Regions from separate parts of the Mus musculus genome. Here all the other regions are linked to region 3. A link is a contact called in public HiChIP or PLAC-seq and promoter capture Hi-C data. All regions are on one chromosome and are shown on one strand. The core of a region is the stretch at or near the end of the contact, and the rest is flanking DNA. Distances in the headings are between cores, read along the strand shown.

Evidence for each region. Promoter capture Hi-C pulls out the DNA fragments that hold promoters and counts their contacts. HiChIP or PLAC-seq counts read pairs in DNA pulled down with a chosen protein or histone mark.
Region 1: a contact with region 3 is called in a promoter capture Hi-C map of the C10 cell line, with 2.4 times the contacts expected there. The contact joins the promoter of Tcte1 here to the enhancer-like site in region 3. A contact is called at or near these places in 2 of 39 promoter capture datasets (the C10 cell line and pre-B cells), 4 of 484 Hi-C or Micro-C datasets (B cells, Sertoli cells, frontal cortex and 1 more), 2 of 115 datasets of contacts at active chromatin or transcription factors (embryonic stem cells and pancreatic cancer cells) and 3 of 9 other capture datasets (adipose tissue, liver and pancreatic islet).
Region 2: an H3K4me3 HiChIP or PLAC-seq map of bone marrow-derived macrophages shows a contact between it and region 3, with 2.2 times the contacts expected there. The contact joins the promoter of Slc35b2 here to the enhancer-like site in region 3. A contact is called at or near these places in 8 of 39 promoter capture datasets (the 3T3-L1 cell line, 3T3-L1-derived adipocytes, the C10 cell line and 4 more), 13 of 484 Hi-C or Micro-C datasets (the C2C12 cell line, the P5424 cell line, brain and 8 more), 15 of 115 datasets of contacts at active chromatin or transcription factors (the 230-238 cell line, the NIH/3T3 cell line, the SCID.adh cell line and 9 more) and 4 of 9 other capture datasets (adipose tissue, embryonic stem cells, liver and 1 more).

The regions. Positions count from the first base shown.
Region 1 is chr17:45,522,040-45,524,739 of GRCm38.p6, reverse strand. It overlaps Tcte1 (t-complex-associated testis expressed 1), which reads right to left and starts at 1,306. Exons shown (of 5, transcript NM_013688.2): 1 at 1,169-1,306.
Region 2 is chr17:45,562,672-45,565,371 of GRCm38.p6, reverse strand. It overlaps Slc35b2 (solute carrier family 35, member B2), which reads right to left and starts at 1,436. Exons shown (of 4, transcript NM_001357105.1): 1 at 1,304-1,436; 2 at 599-792; 3 at 293-447. The coding sequence starts at 1,314. Nfkbie (nuclear factor of kappa light polypeptide gene enhancer in B cells inhibitor, epsilon) reads right to left here. Exons shown (of 6, transcript NM_008690.4): 6 at 2,203-2,700.
Region 3 is chr17:45,702,177-45,704,876 of GRCm38.p6, reverse strand. Gm35456 (a long non-coding RNA gene) reads left to right here. Exons shown (of 7, transcript XR_385596.4): 7 at 1,504-1,749. Among named protein-coding and RNA genes, the nearest start is that of Mrpl14, 17 kb to the right of the region's middle. Within about 2 kb of position 1,441, at least 90 of the 459 cell types and tissues checked have an H3K27ac peak or open chromatin away from gene starts, as enhancers often do. A contact at or near this core is called in the 230-238 cell line, the C2C12 cell line, the HPC-7 cell line and 6 more, where this site is marked.

The DNA of each region.
Region 1 (2,700 bases), core at 57-2,556, 180 kb after region 3:
CTCACCTCATCTCAGTTCCAGAAAGGTTTCTGGAACTCCCTCCCCCCGTGGGTTCTCTGGTCACCACTGTGGAGCCCCAGCCTTCACCTACTTCGCTGCCGAGACGCTTCCCTAAGGCTGGATTGTGGCCGACTTTGGCTTGAGGTCTCCACAAGGGCCCAAGAGAATGTTGCAGGTTTGCTCTTCTGCCCTGCTCACGCTGGGAGCGCATGTTGCTCACAGACTGGGTCAAGCTTGGATCTCTCCCTCATATTCCTTCCCTTTTCATCCTTCTTCAAGTCCCCAGTAAAATCTGGCCACGTCAGGGAGGTTCCTGCCACTACTCAAATGGGCCTGTCACGCCCCATGTTTCTCTGCAAGTGTAGCTGTGGTGGTCTGCTGCAGGGGCAGGTTAGGGTCTCCATCCACCTCTCTGCCAGCTTCCCACCCACGCGTACCCCATGCTCCCCACAAAGAGCCCTCCTTGGGTCTCAGGTTCCTGTATTCAGAGCCCTGGGCTTTTGTTTACATCTTCCCTGCCCTCTATTGCCCAAAGTCCTGTTGTGAAGTCCCAGTTTATGGGCTGAAGGAAGAGAGAATTTAAAACAAACAAACAAACAAACAAACAAACCAACCACTGTTTTTCTGAGAGCCCAGGTTTGGTCTCTGGCTCAGGGAGATAGCTTGTTCATAGCTTCTGGGTCCTCCCCATCCTAGCTCAGGCATCTGTAGTCAGCTCTATGGAAAGGGACACTTGCAGTAGCTCTACCCACGACTCCAGCCTCCTCTCTTCTCCTCCCCTTGGTAACTCAGAGAGACCAGGTCCATGGGGGACGTGCAGAACCCACAGGGCCTGTAGCATTGTCCTCAGCTGAGGATTGGGGACTCTCCTCTTCCCAGGTCTCCCCATTTCTTTACTTGAATTCTAGACCTCTAGACCAGTTTACAGATAGTCGCTGTGTGGAATGCAGAGCCTGGATCCCACCTCTAGAAGACAGGCGTGATGAGCTGGGGGCTTCATGTAACTGCAGAATGGGTTCTCCCATTACAGGACATACGAAGCTAAGATGACGGCTGCGGGGCCATAGACCCGCGTGGGTTGCAGGAGCTGGCAGGGCTTTGAGCTTAACCAGCATGGTCTGATTGGGGAGATCAGAGTTGGGGGTCCCTTTCCCGGAGGTCACCTCACCTGCTCTGGGGACCCAGGAGACTGCTCTCTGAGGCGGTTGGCTTGGCGCAGTTGGTTGTTAGGGACGCCTGAGTCGCCAGGGGGCGGACCCTGAGCCCTCCGCCCTGGGCGTTGGCGCCCTCCTCCTCGGTTGCCCCTAGTGCGCGTGCTCAGAAAACGACCCTATGCTCTCGGCCTCCGCTCGTGCTTTCTGGCTGCGTGTTTCGGGATGCATTAAGGTTTTCGCGTGGCTCTAGAGGATGTACTTCTGATAAGGAGTTGGGGGGCGGAGGGGGGGAGGAGAAGAAGGCCCAAGAAAAACAAAGGAGACAGGGGAAGCGAGGGACTTTCTACAGTTACTTAAGCCTCTGGAATTCCCCTGTGGTCGAGCTGTGGACCCCAACTCTGCTGGGGAGCCCCTTCGGTTATCTCTAATGTGAACCAAGTATCAGAGGCAGGAAGGGCCTGGGCCTCCAGAGCGCTCCTTCGCTCAGCCTGGCGGAAGCTCTCAAGGCAGGAGAGACGACTCCGGGGATCAGGCTATATGGAATAGAAGAACTCATTCTCTAAAGCAGAGGGACAGCAGACTGTGAGTGTGCGTGTGTGTGTGTGTGTGTGTGTGTGTGTCCGTCTGTCCTAGGAAAGCAAAGTTTAGCTTTAAGCTAGCTTCTCTGGTCAGATTGCCTCTGTTGAAGCCTCAGCTTGGTGGCCACGAAAGAGCTGGGCCCGCGGTAAAACCTAGTAGACCAACCTACCACCAAGGTCCAGCGGTCAAGCCATGCAGTGAGGAGCCATGCTTCTGTCCCCATGTCCCTTCACGCTCTCACATGAGGCTTACAAACCATCGTGTGTATAGTCGGTGGATGATCTTGATTCTGCTGCACATGCCTTGCTTCTCCAGAGCCCGGATTACAGAGAGTGGAATCGTGTTTCTGCAGTGCTGGGGAATTGAACCCAGGGCTCAGTCCATGCTTGGTACTGGGCCACCGGAGCTACATCCTCACTCCAGATGCTTACATGGTAGTCAGTGTGCACTCTGGCACCGTGTAGCCCCACGCTTCGGAGTTAATACAGTGTCAGGGAATCCTTGCTATGAAAATGTGCACTCCCACTGCTGTACCCACCCCTCACTCCTGTGTCTAGGTAGAGCTCTGCCTGGCAGCTTTGTTCTGATAGAGGAGGGTCTTCCCTACATTCCTTGGCTCCACTGTGCTTCAAATGCTGGGCTTCGGTCTCAGCTGCTCTATTTGCGCATGCTTCTGTGTGTATAGATAGGTGCACAGGTATGTACATGCATGTGGCGGGTGACCTCAGGTGCTGTCCTCCTTGAGAAAAGGTCTTTTGCTGCCCTGGAGCTCAAAGACCAGGCTTAGTTAGATGGCTCGTGGAACTGGGGGAATCCATCCCCATCCCCCCCCCCCCCCCGCCCCGTCTCTGTGCACTCTTCCCTGACTGCACAGCTGGGAGATTATGAAGGTGCGCCACCAAGGCTGGCTTTTGTGGCTTCTGCCACTTGAACTTGGGTCCCCATGCTCAAAGAGCAAATACTTTAT
Region 2 (2,700 bases), core at 187-2,686, 140 kb after region 3:
AAAAAAATACAACTCAGGCAGGCCTTCTTCCACACTGTAGAAGCCATTGCATGGGTGCGCGCGCGCGCGCGTGGACGTGCGCATGAACACATGCGTGTGTACAGTGAACTTTCATTTCAATACAGGTGTTGAAGGAAGCGCTGGAAGTTCACTTTCAGGACTGGGCTGTGTCCTGTAGGGACACAAACCAGACCCAAACTAACAAACCTTTGGGGTGGGCAGGGAAAATTTGGTTTAAGTCAGGGGCTGTCTGTACCCAGCTGGGGAAGAGAAGGGGAGCCTGTATTCTTACCTGGAGACCCGAGGCACAGAAGACCAGCTTCAGGACCTGCCAAGACGGGGTGGATTCCGCTGTCTCTGTCCGCGGAGCCAGGAGAACCTCATCAGGAGCCTTGGGCTCATTGCCAAACACACAGGCTTTCACCAGGGGGAAGCAGAGACCCCTGCCTGAAGAAGACACAGTCAAGGTCCACAACCTCTGCAGAGCAGCCAGCCCGATCCGGTGTCTGACTTACTGGCCTCCCTCCCGGCCCAAGTCCCGCTCTGCCAACACCTGCAACCAGACTTCCCTCATCTCCCCACCCTCTGGCCACATTACCTGTCTCCAGGTAGTTCTTCCGTCTTAAGTACTGCACCAGGAGGTAGCCAGGTACCATAAAGCTGGCATAGCCCGCTACATTCAACAAGAAGCGGAAGAGCCACAGCTGTGTCCAGGACTGCGGAGGGGCTTCGGGTGACTCTCCACCTGCTCCCAAGGAAGGGAGTGTGGCGAGTACCACTACTGCCCACCATCTGCTGGGACAGCCGAAGCAACGATTAGGTTTGCAGCTCTTCCGCCTCTCTGCCCTCCGGAGGGGACTGTACCAGGGAAGTGCCCAGTGGCCTCCCCGCCCCCTCCGCTGCAGCCCAGAGGGACGGACAAAGAGCCTCTCTCTCCCTCTCTCTCAGGGGGTCCGGCGCAGGCCAGGCAGAACCTCCTCCCTTCTCGGGGACGGCCCCGCCTGTCCAGCCACATAGGTCGCCTCTGTTCCCTTCAGCGCGCGGGCAGCTCAGGCCACAGGCAACCCCCACCCCCTTCCCTCTCCGAAGCGCCACTGTCCCTCATCCCCCTACGCGCGACAATCCCCGAAGCCCCGCGAGGAGCGTAGGCCACATGCCGCGTGCCCATCCACACGGGGCTCCCAACAGTGCCACGCGGATCTGCGGCTGGAGGACCCCCCACCCCGCCTCCGGAGCCCTGGGGTCTCGGTCACGTGGCCCCGGGGTCTCGGTCACGTGGGCCATGGCTGCCCGAGCCCCCCACCTGGCGTCCATGGCCCAGCCGCGTGGGGCGGAGGGGGGACCGGGGAATGTGAGTCCCCCGGGCCGCGCGCTCCCTCCGCTCCCTCTGCCGCCCGCTCCAGCAGCCAGCCAGTCAGCCAGCCAGCGGAAGTGCTGCGCTCTTCCCGCCTCCTCCCCGCCTCAGCCCCCTTCGCGACACTCCGGCCACAGCGACCCCACGCGGCCCGGAGGCAGACCAAGCCCGGTTCCCCTGGGGAACTCCAGTTGGGACTCCCTCCCTTTCCCAGCTTGCTTGGTCACAGCCATCAACCCAACCCAACCCAACCCACACAGAGTGATGATGACCATTGCCATCTAGTGGACTAGGATTTTGAGTATCTGAGACCCAGTACTTCCTCTTACATTACGGTTTTTTTGTTTTTTGTTTTGGTGTTTTTTTTTTTTTTTTTTCGAGACAGGGTTTCTCTGTGTAGCCCTGGATGTCCTGGAACTCACGCTGTATCCCAGGCTGGCCTCGAACTCCAGATCCTCCTGCCTCTGCCTCCTTCAGCAAATCCTACCGGCCTGCGCCACCAGAACCGGCGTTAGTTTTTAAACAATGATGTCTCTTCCTTTTTTGGCTGCATCAGTAATCATCCCCTTAGTACCTGTGATTGTGACCTTCTAGGCTCTGTATGACCTGGTGCGTCCTCCTCGCCCACTTGCCCAACCTTGTAGAGTCCTGTTGGCCTGTTTTCAGTTCCTTTAATTCATCGGAGGCCTTCCCCAATGCTGTCTTTCCCCTTGCTCATCCTAAATCGCAATTTCAACGACACCTGCTTGAAGCTTCCCAGAGGATGATCCTTCGCCCACTCCATTGTCCTCCTTCCTGCTAACGGTTTTCTTCCTTCCCAGTCACCCATTGCAACGTATAACCACATATTTAGTTGTTTATGCCTTTAATATCTGTCTCACTCACAGGATGCATTTGCTTAGTGCTTATAAGCGCTAAGCATCGGAAAGTATGTTGATTTATTTCTTCTCCTTCTTCGTGCATGACCTAGCAGGGCCCTCAGTGTGTGGAGTCTAAGGGGGTTGGGTGGGGGAGGAAAGTTGCAACTCTCTTGTGATCAATGTCCTCAAACTTCTCCAGGGACACGTGTGTGTCTCCATATTCTTCCTCCTCACTCTCCAGCCCTGGGCATTTCCACATGAAGGAGATGTGCCTGTGGTGGCAGGAACCACTTAGGTCTCCTACCATACCCAGCAAGGCCCTGTGCTTGCTCAGGGCTTGTTTCCTTCTCTCTGCCTTTACCCGAGAGTCAGGCCTGCCTATGCATACAACTGTAGAAGGGAAACGTTGTTGTTGTTGTTTTTTTTAAAGCCCCTCTCTTCCATTTTAGTGTCATATTAGAATAACTGCAAAGGTTCAGTTGGGAG
Region 3 (2,700 bases), core at 192-2,691:
CTGTTGTCTCATTTTGAAATGGGGTTTTGCCTCAAACTCCCGACCTTCCTGCCTCTACCTCTCACACTGTGGGATTATAGGCATATGACACTTGGGCTAACTCTCAAAGCATGTTCCAGCAAATTCTTCAGCATCAGAGGTGAAAGAGCCCTAGGGGTCCCCTGACTCAGGGAGAAAGCAAGCCAGGCTAAGGATCTGAAGACCTTGATATGTCCCAAAACTGCCATTTTCCTTTTTCCTTCTTCCTTCTTTCTTTCTTTCTTTCTTTCTCTCTTTCTTTTTTTTTTCTTTCTGTCTCTGTCTCTCTTTCACTCTCTCTCCTTCCTTCCTGATTTATTTATTTATTTATTTTATGTATGTGAGTACACTGTAGCTGTCTTCAGACACACCAGAAGAGGGCATCAGATCCCATTACAGATGATTGTGAGCCATCATGTGGTTGCTGGGAATTGAACTCAGGACCTCTGGAAGAGCAAGTTGGCCGTACTATCAACTGCTGAGCCATCTCTCCAGCTCCAAAGCTGCTATTTTCATACATAATGTTTGGGAACTTTCTCTCTCTCTCTCTCTCTCTCTCTCTCTCTCTCTCTCTCTCTCTCTCTTTCTCTCTTTCACACACACACACTTTTCCTACATGTGTTGTGCATGTGTTTGGCCACATGTCTGTGGGGACATGTACATGTGAAGGTCATGAGCTCTTCCACCTGATTCATGGAGGCAGGGGTGCTCAATCAAACCCAGAGCTACATGATATGGCCAGTCTGTATCTACCTTCCTAAGCTGGAGTAACAGGCAGGCTCCCATGCCCACCCAGCATGTCATGGGTGCTGGGTATCTGGCCTCAGGCTTGCATGCCACATGCTTAACTACTGAGCCATCTCTCCAATCCCTCAGGAAGTTCTTTAGCCCTCACATCTCCATGGTCATAGGGAAGGCTGGTAAGTTTACTTCAGCCTGGCTCTGAAATAAACCATCCTTAAGCCTTATGTCAGCTGACTACAATGAAGCCTTGACCTAGGAGAAAGACTCCCTCTGCATCTCTGAGCATTAGATTTTTAAATCTAACCCTTTTAAGGGAGAAAAAAAAAAAAAGGTAGGGTCTCATGTAGCCCAGGGTGACTTCAAACTTAGCCGAGGATGACCTTAAACTCGTGATCGATCCTCTTACCTCTGCCTCCTGAGCACCGGGGTTAGAGGCATGCACCCACACTTGTGTGGAATAGCACTGGGGATCAAGCCCAGGCCTCCATGCACGCTGGGCAAGCACTCTGCCAACTCGTCTCCATCCCGAGCACAGAACCTTGAAATGGAAACCTCCAAATCCTCACAGCCTAACAGCAATTCCGTGACCGAGGTCTTCAATGTCCCTATAGGCTCGCGTGGAAGAGCTCGGTCCCCTGTTGGCCCTGTGTGGGAGGGCCTAGTGTAAGGAAGTTAGGCCCTGGCAGCTTGTGGTTGAAAGTGACAATGGGAGGTTAACACTTTCCTCTCTCTGCTCTGCAGGCCCTGGGATGGGAGGAGCCTTCTCCATGCTGTGCCTCATCATAGGCCTCAGAGCAATGGAACAGCTGACCGTGGCCTGAAACCACAAACCAGAGGAGGTCTTCCCTGCTTTAAAGTCGCTTCTCTTGGGTGGTTTGTCAGGGAAGGGGTCTCCCTAAGGACCCCTGGCTTCCAGCACTTGTAACTCCAGCTCTAGGAGATCAGACACCTCTTCTGGCCTCTAAGAAACATAAAATAAAAATAAATATTTCAAACCCAGAAACATATGACGCTTTGGAGAGAATGGGGGCTAAAATTAGTTTGTATCTCTGACAAAAATGAACATATTCACACACAAAGTCTCTGAAAAAGATTAAATACAAAGGGTGCCCATGGGCTGGGAGGTGTGCAGCAAAGGTTGTTTGGGATCATTGGGAAACCACAAGACTATCTATAATTACAGGGACCTGTCCCGGAAAAAGAGGCCCTACAAAGAACCCTAAAACCTCAATTTAAGCATTCTTCTCTCACCACACCCTTGAACCAGGGCTGGCAGCAAACTCAGTTAGTGTTTCTTATGAACGGAACACTGGGAAGATTTATGGACACACAGAGCTCACTCCTTGGCTCCGACATGCCCACCCCTTTCCGGACATCAGCTGAGGCTAGCCAGGAAGGCACTGAATTAACCCAGAAAGGGCAGTACAGTCTACTCCCAGCTCTGAAAATCCACCAGAGGCTAGGTGTGGCAGCCAGTGCTAAGGCTAGCATCTGGGAGAGAAGGGCCAGCCTTGGCTTCCTAGGCCAAGCAGCTCTGGGAAAGCAAGGTAAAATCAATAGGAATCTGGCAGGTGGAATGGGCAGGGCCCAGGTAACAAACGGCCATCTGGCCCCTCCTTCCTGGGTGAGCAAGGGTTGCCTCCCTCTGTTTGGCATGTAAATATTGGGCCTCAAGCACTTGGCCACTCCAGGTTTCATAATACCCGAGGGTATCCCAATTATGCAAGAGCTCTTTTCAAATTCTCAAAGTCAGTGTTTCCTCTTCAAAAAGCCATCCAAGAAGACAGACGGCCTGTCAGACTGTCAAGCAAATGGCAAGAGGTCATCACAACCCTGAACGGGTGAAGCAAGCCCATAATCCCTTTCATCTGCAGGAAAGGCAGAGGAAGCGACTCAAATTTGGTAAAACCGTTTAGCAAAAATACGTCGCAAAGGCTG